2 separate regions of the Mus musculus genome follow, and region 2 is linked to region 1. A link is a contact called in public Hi-C data. All regions are on one chromosome and are shown on one strand. The core of a region is the stretch at or near the end of the contact, and the rest is flanking DNA. Distances in the headings are between cores, read along the strand shown. Region 1 overlaps Gm30215 (a long non-coding RNA gene). Region 2 has its middle 90 kb from the start of Pde3a.

What was found. A called contact is a pair of places that touch in the nucleus more often than the background predicts.
Region 2: a contact with region 1 is called in a Hi-C map of uterus, with 2.5 times the contacts expected there. The contact joins two enhancer-like sites. A contact is called at or near these places in 8 of 484 Hi-C or Micro-C datasets (adipose-derived mesenchymal stem cells, cerebellum, embryonic fibroblasts and 3 more), 1 of 115 datasets of contacts at active chromatin or transcription factors (trophoblast stem cells) and 1 of 9 other capture datasets (embryonic stem cells).

What each region holds. Positions count from the first base shown.
Region 1 is chr6:140,762,190-140,768,487 of GRCm38.p6, forward strand. Gm30215 (a long non-coding RNA gene) reads left to right here. Exons shown (of 10, transcript XR_003956541.1): 5 at 4,709-4,942. Among named protein-coding and RNA genes, the nearest start is that of Gm30215, 85 kb to the left of the region's middle. Within about 2 kb of position 2,907, at least 9 of the 459 cell types and tissues checked have an H3K27ac peak or open chromatin away from gene starts, as enhancers often do. A contact at or near this core is called in uterus, where this site is marked.
Region 2 is chr6:141,155,743-141,162,040 of GRCm38.p6, forward strand. No RefSeq gene overlaps it. Among named protein-coding and RNA genes, the nearest start is that of Pde3a, 90 kb to the right of the region's middle. Within about 2 kb of position 3,854, at least 10 of the 459 cell types and tissues checked have an H3K27ac peak or open chromatin away from gene starts, as enhancers often do. A contact at or near this core is called in uterus, where this site is marked.

The sequences.
Region 1 (6,298 bases), core at 1,657-4,156:
ATGCATCCCACGTTGGCCTTGATCTTTCTTTGTATCTGAGAATGAATTGAACTTCTGGTCTGGCCTTCCTGCCTCTGCCCCCTAAGTACTGGGATCACAGGTATACACACTAACTTGATTTGTGTTGTGTAGGGACTCGAACCCAAGGCTTTGTTCACACAAGGCAGGCACTCTATCAATTGAGCTGCACCCCAGCCTCAGGTTCTGGTTCTGATGGTGCTACTATCAGATCTTGATAAAAGGCAATTTAAGGTCCTGAACTTTTCATCCAGATCGTCTCACATATATTGTTATTGACTTCAGTTTGTTATACTAAAAAGGCAACTCTGAGGCCGGAGTTCATTAAGCTCTTGCCATGTTGATACTGGAAGCCATGGTAAAAAATAAGATCCCCAGATGTGGTGACACAAGCTTGTCATCCCCAGCACCAAGGAGGTAGAAACAGCTGATCAGTGGGGCTTGCTGGCCAGTTGAGTTTACTTGGTGATTGTCAGGCTGCTGAGAGACTCTGTATATTTAAAACAGTGGATACTGCCCAAGGGACTACATCGGAGGTTGCTTTCTGACCTGTACATGCATACAAACTGTGGTGGCTCCACATGCATACACACTCTGGTGACTATTCTTGGTTGTCAACTTGACTACATCTAGACCTAAAACCTAAAACATGGAGGGCAGCCTGTGAAGGATTTTCTCCTAATTTGATCCACTTCTAATCTGGATCTTTGAGGTAGGAAAATAGACCTTTAGTGCAGATCATCCGAGCTGTTAAAGGTCACCCCTTTCATCTGGATCTTGAGGCAGGAAGACAAACTTTTAATTTGGGCCACACCTTCTGCTGGAAGCCTATGTAAGGACATGGAAGAAGGGAACTTTTTGCTTTCTGCCTGCTTGCTCTGCCTTGCTATCAAGTCCATTCCTTCACTGGCATTAGAGCCTACTCCTTTGGGATGGGATTCCAGCATCTACTGAAAGCCAGCTAAGACATCCAGCCTTGGGGAATGAGCAACTACTGGACCTTCTGTTCATATCCAGCCATTGTTGGATTAACTGGACCACAGCCTGTATACCATTTTAATAAATTCTCATACATATATGTATATGCATATGTATGTATATATGTATATCCCAATATATATATGCACATGTAAATGTACACACATGGACTTGTGTACATACAGAGGAAAAAAATCAAACAAACAAAAAACCAAAAAAGCAAGTTTGATTATGTCACACTATTCTTTATCTCCTGCTGGTACCCCTCAGTGTTTGGAGAAAAGCCTGTAATAGCACCTGTGTATTGTCACTTGCTCTGGCAGGCCATGCCAGCCGTGTGAGCTATGTGGTACTTCTAGCAGACCTCAGCATCTTGGTCCCCATTGTTCATAGCACCACATTTGCTAATATCTGTTCAAGAGGGTATTGTGGGTTTTTAGACTCAGTATAAAAAGTTTTTTAATGGAGAACCTAGGAGCTATTTCCTATCTGTAGAACAACAAGTGAATGACCTCAAGTTTAGAACTGCCTGTGTGCCCAGAGTGCCCTGAAAAAATAGGAAGTGATATATGTGGGCAGTATTTTAACCTGAGATACAACACAAATCTGAACTAGCCCTAGGTCTGAGTGCCTTTTACCATAGATGACTTGTGGTGTCTCCAGGACAGAGTGGCTTGCTTACAGGGCCTCTTGCCCTCCACATTGATTGTTGTGAGTAACTTGGTGGAAACTCGTGATTGGTGGTTCTCTGCACTCTGGTGGCTGTGGGACAGCGTCACAGCCTTGCTGTTAGTATTTTGGCACACAAAGTGGCTAACCTACTGTATAACTTACTTGTTTGTATTCACATTCGCACATAAGCAACAACGGTCAATGTCATCTTTGAGCAGAAGACCGGGGAGAGCTCTGCTTTCTTCTACACATTCTTTGCCTCTGCTGATGTCTGAGCTCACTTAGAACACATCAGCTATCTGACTTACGATTTCAATGGTTGACTTTTCCATATAATTCTGCAGAATTATCTCCTGAGAAAATAATACCTTTGAGGCCAAGACTCAGCAAGCTGTCATAATATTTTCATTGTCTTACTAGGCAAAGAGTCAGCAAGCTCTCCAAGGATGGTGCTGCTGTTTCCTGGCTTCTTGGCAATACTGAAACTCATCTCTCTGGAGCAGTTATGTTTCTCTAGGTACACACTCTCTACAAACTGGACTTTATGTGACCTTTTGCATAAATAGCAGTGATATTACATCTGGGTGTGATGTGCCTATCTATAATCCCAGCACTTGAGAGTGTGAGGCAGGAGGATGGCTGTGAGTTCAAAGACACTGTGGGCTACAGACTGAGTCCTTGGTGAGCCAGGACTGTAGAGTGAGACCCCCTTCCAAGAAACCACAACAGAGGACCATAAGAGATTGCTCAGTGGTCACAACACAAGCTGCATAGGTCTAACAACCCGAGTTCATCCCCAGAACCCAAGGTGGAAGGAAGGACAGACCGGCTCTGTAAGTCTGTCCTCTGACCTCCAGATGTGGAGTGTGGGATATAGACACCTTTACACATGCAAACGTAAACTGCTAATAAATAAAGTATAGGAAAAAGAAACAAGATTGTATAAGATTATTCCACTTGTCTCCCACACCTCCGTAGGATCATGCTGAGCAACATTCTGCCAGTGGAGTGAGTTGTCCTGGAATTGCCTCAGATTTAATTGACTAAGAAAGTAAATTAAAAAAAAAAATCTGCTTTTTTGTGATACGTTTTCTGGGCAAATCCAGAGACAGGGAGATTGCCCTTAAAAGGGAGTTTTGTATGAAGGAGTTTTTTCGGGGGAGTAGGAAACTCAAAGTGTTCCTGGTGGCTGAAATGGTGATGTCACAGGACTCCTGTGAAGTCTCACAGGAAATGGTTTCGGCTGGACTTAACTCTGCTGGTTGGAGTCCGATTAGGGCGGAGAATTATGCTTGAATCTGGGGTTGGACTTTTCATCCAAGTTCTTTCTTTTTCTTTGTTTTTAAATTCACCAACTGATCCCTGTTGGTGGAGTTGCCGCTCAGGTTGCAACTGTTAAACTAAGGAAATTTGATAATTGACACTATGTTTAGAATACAAACGCCCCACATCTGCCAGCATCTGCCTGTGTGTATGCGCAGACGAAGACTGGGTCAGTGATGTCAGTGGAGTGTCTTTCTCAGTTGCTGTCTACTTTATTATCAGAGGCAGGGTTTCTTCCAAAACTAGAGCTCTCTTTAACTAGGCTGTTTGGCCAATGAGCTCCATGCATTTGCCTGTCTCTGCCTCCCCACTGCTTGAATTACATGTCTACTCTGCCATACCAAGACTTTTGTAGGTGCTGGAGACCCAAGCTCAGGCCATCATGTTGGCCCAACAAGTATTTTACACAGTGAATCATCTCCATTGTCCTTAGCTTCTTAAGGAACACTTAGAGAAAATACCTTTGGCTTTTGACACCTTCACTGTTGTGGTGTGTTGTGGATAGTCCTGGTGCTGTTTGTATTTTGATGCTAATTCTGCTTCCCCAGGAGGGGCTGCGGATGATGGTTGTATCACCAGTGACTTCTTGTAAACCTGCTCCCCACCTGGTAAAATAAAGGCTAGGGCCGGTGACTGGGCAGTGGAAGGGAAGGTGGAGCTGAAAAGTTTGGTGGAGAAGGAGGAGAGGAGAGAGAGAGAGGACAAGGAGGAGAGAGAAGGAAGGAAAACGGAGGAAGAGGAAGATGCTCTAGATTCAGTGTGGCGTTAAATAGCCACAGGTAGCCATGAATATATCATAAAAGGATAGAATAATTGGGATAACTTGTCTAATCTAGGTGGGCAGCTTGTATCATTATCAGTTGGCTCTGAAATTGCTGTGTGGGCATCTTGTGAATTGAGAATTTACTGATATATAAATCTGACTGACTAATTCTAAGCTTCTAGAGTTTTGATTTACTGGGCTAAGGGGATTTGTGACAACTAGCCGCAGGGGGTGGATGGCTGAGAAGGTACAGGCAGCTCTGAGGCAGATAAACCAGAGCTGGGAAGACTGCATCATGGCTAGGCTAGAGGTGGAGAGACATGGGCAGAGTAGCTGGGTATAGTGTGGGATGGTGCATTTTAAAATATTTCCTGCAACAGTAGTGTGAAGAACAAATACATCTTTAGAGTAATGTTTTGTGTGTTTTTAGCATTTAGACAAGAGACTTTTTCCACTTAAACTGGACGTCAAGTGACTGAAATCTTCAAAGTCTTCATCAAAACGGTATAGACTCAAATTTTGGAAGTTACTAGAAATTTCACAATGAGAAGATGCTATTAGAGCACCTAGCCAGAAGGTGGCGATCTTACCTTTGTGCTCATAGAAAACAGTGTGTCCGTGACGAGTTCGCAAGGGTTCAGAAACCTCTGAGGACTGTATTTCCCTATTTGTATTCAGATACAGTTTTATAGCAAAACAACATGTTTTTTTTTTCTCTTAGTGAGAACGTGGATAAATGGACAGAACCATTCTATAGACAATTTCTTCAATGATGTGTTCATATGTGAAATGGTTACGATCCGTATGGATGAGAAAATGCTCTCCTAGCAAATGTGAATTCTAAATCGTATCAGTCTTTTCTCCTTCGTTTATGATCTGTGCGTCTTAACCTGATAAACGCAGCTGCGCGGACAATAGAACAGAAACAATGTCCCTTCCTTTCTTTGTTCTTAGAGATTCACCATTATCTCAGAATCAAAATCTGGAACCTTCGTGATCTGGCTGAAGTCAGGAAGTTTCAGGCAAGGAAATCAAGGAAGATCTTCGGGCTTTAAACCACGGTCGAAGCTGATATCTAACCTGCAATCACTGAAAAGTAGACAATACAATCCACCCTCTTCAGCAGGAAGCAGTTACACCCTTCTAAGCCCCATGACCCTTCTGTCATTCTTGCCGCTGACCTGGAAGGTGAGAAAGCTTTGACTTCTGTAGAGACATCATAATGTTTTGTCTATTTTTGGTTTACTTCATAAGCTCTATATACAAAAAAGCTAATTGGTCTAGCAATGACTCACGGTGCCCAAATTAGGCAAAAAGTTGTAATAAAGATATTTTCTCTTAGAAATTGGTCATTGAAGGAGGGGTATGTACAACTTTAATTTGATTTAATTTAATCAAAACGAACATACATTGCAGGTGTAAAATGTCAAAGTGCTGAGCTAGCTAAGTAAAACTGGGTTTCCATGTTGTCAGCTCTTTTGCTCTAGACATTGTGTGGTCAGGGAACTCGGAGAAGAATGGGGGTGGGGGAGGGGCTAGAACAGGATGTCACCACAGAGAATACGGGAACTAGAATAGGATGTCTATTTAGCTTAAAGCAAGGGGATTATAAGAAGCCCTTTTGGCTACAGTCAAAGAATTGCAAGGTTTTCGGTATGGCAGGTGAAAACAAAGGCGTCTAATTTCTTCACTGTTAAGATCAAATGGAAGGGATGCTTGCATTTGCCTGGTTAGCAGAGTATTCAAAATCAAGCCGTTTCTATCAGGACAACTTCTTTGCCTCTCTCAGAGGGAAGGAAATGAACCAGAACTGGAAAAGAGCCTCTGTTCTCCCTTCCAGTTGATGCCGAGAAGAGACTGGTGCTTAAGTTCGTGAGGTCCAAGTGAAGATGCCTCCTCCACCCCACTCCGGCCACCCCCACCCCTGTTTCCATTCTCTTCCTCTATAGGGCGCTGACCCAATTCCCCAGGCTGTGTAGGGACCCAGCCATTGTCACAGAAGCTCTGCTGTTTTTTAGGTGCTGCAGCTGTCTTCTCTAGCCCTCTATCATGTTCTTGAGATCACAGCCCCTAACTTCTAACCTCAGAAGCCTAGCTATCCTTACGGTCCAGTGTAGCATAACCCGATGTCTGTCTGCTTTTGTAGCCCATAACAGAGAGAGAGAGAGAGAGAGGGAGAGAGAGAGAGAGAGAGAGAGAGAGAGAGAGAGAGAGAGAGAGAGAGCCCTGCAGAGGCTGACCATGGGAGGGGGTGTGGGAGAGGGGCAGAGACAACGTGCGTTTCTCTATAAGGGCCTCGGGTGAATTTTATGTGATATTGATGTGTCCTTGAATTGCATATTTTGTGGATTTGCAGAGCCAACTGCAGAGGCTGGAGCTCCATAGAGTCATAGGAACTTCCTGTCCCCGCCCCGAACCTCGTTGGCTCCTTCCTGTTGGGGGAGCTATAGAGCACACTCAAGCTACCCCCACCCCAGTTCCCCTGTCTGTGGACCTGTGCCAGAGCGACAGAGGCTTCTGAAGAGAGATTTTTATACACTTATC
Region 2 (6,298 bases), core at 2,604-5,103, 390 kb after region 1:
TTTAGTTTCTGTTTCAATGATTTGTCCATTGGTGAGAGTGGGGTGTTAAAATCTCCCACTATTATTGTGTGGGGTTCAATGTGAGTTTTGAGTTTTAGTAAAGTTTCTTTTATGAATTTGGGTGCTCTTGCATTTGGGACATAGATGTTCAGAATTGAGACTTTCTCTTGGTGGATTTTCCACTTGATGAATATGAAGTGGCCTTCTTCATCACGCTTGATAACTTTTGGTTGAAAGTCTGTTTTATTGGAAATAAGGATGGCAACTCCTGCTTGTTTCCTTGGACCATTTGCTTTGAAGCCATTTTCCCATCATTTTACTCTGAGATAGCGCCTGTCTTTGTTGTTGAGGTGTGTTTCTTGTATGCAGCAAAATGTTAGATTTTGTTTGCATATCAAGTCTGTTAGCTTATGTCTTTTTATAGGTGAGTTGAGTCCATTAATATTGAGAGACATTAAACATATATGACTGTTGGTTTCTGACTTGTTTGTTTTTGTAAGTGGTTTTATGTGCTGTGGCTCTCAACTTTTGACTTTGTTGTGAAATGCTTAATATCTTGTCCTTTCTTTGGTGCAGATATCTTCCTTGTGTTGAAGCTTTCCTTTCAGGATCCTCTGTAGGGCTGGCTTGGTAAATAGATACTGTATGAATTTGGTTTTTATTGGAATATTTTGTTTTCTCCATCTATGTTGATTGAGAGTTTTGCTGGGTATAGTAGCCTGGGCTGGCATTTGTGTTCTCTTAGAGTCTGCATGTCCTCTGAGCAGGCTCTTCTGTCTTTCATAGTCTCTGTTGAGAAGTCTGGTGTAATTCTGATAGGTCTACCTTTGTATGTTACTTGGCCTTTTTTTCCTTGCAGCTTTTAATATTCTTTCTTTACTCTATGCATTTAATGTTTTGATAATTATGTGACAAGATTTTCTTTTCTGGTCTCATTTATTTGGTGTTCTATCGGCTTCTTGTACCTTTATGTCCATCATTTTCTTTAGGTTGGGGAAGTTTTCTTCTGTCATTTTGTTGAAGACATTTTCAGGTCCATTGAGCAGGGAATCTTCATTCTCCTCTACTATGATTATCCTTAGATTTGGTCTTTTCATTGTATCCTGAATTTCCTGGATGTTTTGGGTTAGAAGTTTTTTTTATGTTTTGAATTTTCTTTGACAGTTGTGTCAATCTCTTCTACTGTATCTTCTACACCTTAGATTCCCTCTTCTATCTCTTGTATTCTGTTGGTAATACTTACATTTGTAATTCCTGACCTCTTTCCTAGGTTTTCCATTTCCAGGTTTGCCTCCATTTGTGTTTTCTTTGTTGTTTCTACTTCCATGTTTAGGTCTTGGATCGCTTTATTCAATTCCTTCACCTGTTTGCCTGTGTTTTCCTCTATTTCTTTCAATGAGTTATTGATAGCCTCCTTAAAGGGCTCTATTATCTTCATGAGATAGGATTTTAGTACAGATTCCCGATTTTCTGGTGTGTTGGTGTATTCAGGGCTTGCTGTGGTGGGAAAACTGGGTTCTGATGATGGCCATGTATTTTGGCTTCTGTTGCTTACGGTCTTGCACTTGCCTTTCACCATCTGGTTATCCCTGATGTTTGTTGATCTGGGTGACTGTATAGAATCTGCCTCTTTTGTCCCTGGGTTGCTTCAGGTTTCCTGGTAGGCATGTGGTCCTTACTGTATCAGACCACCTGTGGGGCCTTTCAACTGGGGGCTCTTTGCAGTGGCAGGGAAGCTGCTGATCTGTTGCCCTGGCTGCAGTAGATCTCTTGGGAGACCTTTAGACTGTTGGGTCTTCCTTGGAGCAGTCAAGCTGTTTTCCAATTGCACTGAGTGCAGCAGATCCTCAACTGCTCTGAGTGCAGAGTCTTCAACTTCTCAACTGCTCTGAGCGCAGTGTGTCCTCTGGGGTGTATCAGGATATGGAGTCTTCACAGAAGCAGACTAACTAGGAATCTGCCCCAGCAGCAAGGACCAGGTAGAAGGGATAGAAGGGATGAAAGGAGGGGAAGTGGTATTCAGGAGGACAGGGATTTTGGTGGGTGATGGGTCCTGAGTCCACCAGGCTCCCAGCCGTACCTCTGCGACTGGAGGTGGGGGTGGGTTCTTACCAAATGCTCTGAGTGCAGTGGGTCCTCTAGGATGGATTGTGATATGGAGTCTTCACGGGAGCAGACCAACTAGGGATCTGCCCAGTAGCAAGGACCATGCAGAAGTATATAATTATTATTAAAGTGAATTAAATGCTCTGGTCCCATTATTCTAATGATGGCTCCCTCCTGATGGAACGCCCCAATACAGTAGTTTTCCAGTCCATGAGGCTGAATGTCTCAGGTAGTATTCAGTGTACATCAGATACTGATGAAGTAGCCTCTATCTAATGCCCATGAAGGAATGCCTCAGCAACATGATATTTGAATTTGTCAACTAAATGAGGGCAATGGGCACAAGCTTTCTTCTTCCACATTATTTAAATAGGATTCCATAAGAAGATGTGGCCCAGATTTAGAGTAGGTTTGCCTATCTCAAATAATACAATCAAGAAGAATCCTTCACAGATGTGTCCAGCCACTTGGGCTTTTAGTTAATCCAGATGTTGTCAAACTGACAATGAAGATTCATCATTACAAATCTGTCCCTTGTCAAGCTGACATAAAACTATATCTCCTTATGTCATGCTTTATTTACGGAAACAACAATAACCAGGTCATAATTATGCCTAGCATGATATAAATATTCCACATTCAACTGCAAACACATTATATATATGACTAGGTTATAATTGATGTATCTAAAAAGAGAAACTAAGGTCAATGTAATAAAGTATGAGACTTTAAAACTATGCTTTCAATAATAAGACAAAGACTGGAGAGATGACTTAGCAGTTGAGAGCAGTTGCTGTTCCCTCAGAGGTCCTGAGTTCAATTCCCAGCAACTACATGGTGGCTCAAAACCATCTATAGTGGGATATGATGCCCTCTTCTGTCTGATGATCTCTTCTGTCAGGCAAATATATGCCTGACATATATGCAAATAGACATATATGCAAACAGAGTTTTCACATACATAAACACATCTTTAAAAATAAATAAATAAGACAAGAAGAAAGAAACCCATAAACAGCTGACTTGAACAGTAGCATAAACCAAACACTCCTAGCAGGTATATATAGAACTTTCAAATCTACAACCAAATGCATATTCTTCTCACACGAAGAGGTAATGTCTTTTAGTACTCCAAGGGAAGGAATGTAAGTTTTGATGAGATTCTGAAAAAAAAAATACACACATAAGCACATATATACATATGCAAATACACAAAGGCAGTGCATGCATATGCATACAGCCATGTGCACCCAGCACACACACACACACACACACACACACACACACACACACACACACACACACTCCTGCAGAGGTTTCTCAGTCTCAGCTTGAGATAGAATTGCCCAGGGAGCTTTGTGCAGAACCCCTGGTGCTGGGGACATACCACACCTCACCACAGAAAGCAAAACTGTTAGAGATGGTCTCCAAGTATCAGTATCTTCCAGAACCTCCACACATGAGTCAAACATTCAGAAATGCAGACACAGAGGATTTTTCAGCTGTTAGATATTAGTTTGTTTGCTCCTGACGCTTCCCCCAACATTTTCTAACACTTTATGAAATCGTTAGGATGACATTTTGTAACTGAGGCACAGAAATGCATTCATAAGATTCTTGTTTTATATTTCTTAGAAACAGACAAATCCTAGTAGCATTAATGAAATTAGAGCCAAAACATTCCTCGGTGGAAGACAAGGGCATGCCTCACACGATCAGGAAGTGGAGTCTTAGTCTAGCTGAACAGTATGCCACATGACCCTATTTTTTAACAGCAGTGCCTTTAATATGTGTGGGTGTGTGAGTGGAACGGAGCATGATGGGAGCCAATGTTATTTCAAAGCTGAGCATTGTTTTCCTGATGTAGAGATGATGCAGACTCATGGAGAGGTCAGTATCCCCTTCTGCAATAAAGATGCTGATGATAGTAAATGTGGCTCTTTAAACACTAGAGTTCACTGTAGTTGGGAATGTGGCTCAGTGGTAGAGCATTTGCCTCATGAGGACTAGGAAGTGAGTTCATCCCTGACAGAGCAAGAGCGGGAGCGGGAGGGGAGGGGAGAGGAGAGGAGAGGAGAGGAGAGGAGAGGAGAGGAGAGGAGAGGAGAGGAGAGGAGAGGAGAGGAGAGAAGAGAAGAGAAGAGAAGAGAAGAGAAGAGAAGAGAAGAGAAGAGAAGAGAAGAGAAGAGAAGAGAAGAGAAGAGAGGAGAAGAGAAGAGAAGAGAGAAGAGAGAAGAAAGAAAGAGAGAGCAGAGTGGAGGGAGGGGAGGGAGGGGAATGGAAAAGGAGGGAGAGGAGGGGGGAGAGAGACAGAGAGAGATATGAATAAATAAATGTAAAGAGCTATTTTTATCCTATTTTGGGAAGGGTTGATAGCCTACTTTTGTGGTGCAACTTAAAATAATTGTCTTGTTTGTTTGTTTGTTTTTTCTTTTTTGGTAGGAACACAGAGGGAGGGAAGGAGGGGAAGAGGAAGGGAGGGATGGTAGAATCATCAGTGTATGATACTTGGTGTAACAATACAGACAGCAACCCTGTTCAGTCTGGTTTCAATGATTTGTGTGTGTGCTGATATGTGGATGGTTCCCAGAGTGTAAACATTCTGATGTTTTCTCCCATAGTTCTTAAGAACTTCTTGTGAACTGATACCCACTGGTTTTAGCTACACCGTGGGAGCCAGATGGCACTCAGGGCCCTTCTTGGAAGTGATGCGTCACTGCAGACAGCAGCACGTGCCCAGGGGACAAAGAGTCAAGGAAGCAGCAAATGATAGAAGACGACATCATCTCTCCCAAGGACCAAGGAACTGGGTGGGATGGGTGAGAGAAATAGTTCTGGAATTTAAAAACATTCCTTGATGATTCTGGAGAAAGCAGGGAGGAGAGAGAATGTTGTAAGACCAGGCATCTGCTGCCTGAAAACGCATGCTAACTGTGCTCAAGTGACAAAGTGACTCTTGATACCTGGGGCAGAAAAAGTAATAGGAACAAGATTTTAAAAGACAGACATTTCTAAAAACAATTTATCCTGTCCGCCACTAAGCATATAACAATTACATTAATCGCTTATGTTGATAGATTTACATATGAACAATACATATTCATTAATTGAATATATAAAACAGGTCAGCTATCAGTAATTATTGTTAATGATGCATAATATAAAGATAATAAATATTAGGGCTAGAGTGATAGATCAGCTGTTAAGAGTGCTTGCAACTTTCCCAGAAGACTGAGATTTGATTCCTAGCACCCTCATGGCACCCTCATTCCATAACTTTTCCAGGGAATCCAATGCCCTCTTCTGTCCTTCATGGGCACCAGGCATGCAAGTGGCACATGGAAATATATGTAAGCAGAACACCTATCCAACTAACACATGTATGACCTATGGATACATACAAAATATATTTGTTTTCATATATTTATTTATAATAAATAAAATATTTACTATCTTTAATCACAAGTTTTTGATGAGAAATTTTAAAAACTTAAATTTTGTGTTTTGTGTGTGTGTGCATGTGCAAGCACATGTGTGCCTGAGTCCTATGTTAGATGTATGGAGGTCAGAGGATAACTTATGGGCTTTGGTTCTCTCCTTCCATCATGTGGTTCCCAGGGATAGAATTCAGATGCTCGGGTCATCAGGCTTGGCCGCAAGTGCAGTTACCCACTGAGCCATCCTACTGGCAGAAGGCATTGAGCAGCAGTAGCAGCAGCAGCAAGAACAACAACAAATATAAAACATGTCATCCTATGCTAAATTTGAACTTTATGAAGGTTTGCTCAGTCATTATTCTTGTTCATTTAAATTTGCTCTCTGGACACAATTATATAAAATAACTCGTCCAGTGTTTAATCCACAAGGAATCATTTTTCCCAGCTGACAGCACTCTGGGAAAAAGTTAAGCAGACCATGGGGCCTGTGCAGCTGAGGATCATCAAAGCTCAGCACAGGGCGGAAATGCAGGATGTAAAAGCCATCTGGCCAGACATCATCAGCAAATTTTCACAAGGAGATCTAGCTTTTGTTACAGTGCAGAACAGAATTGTTTACACCCTCTTCATAAAATAAGTGATTCAAGGTTTAGGGGTGGGGTGTATCCCAGCAGGGCTGTCTTCAGACACCAAGAACGGGAGGACTTTCCATTCTCAAACATCTGTAGTTAAGACTAAGACTGTGGGGTAGGACA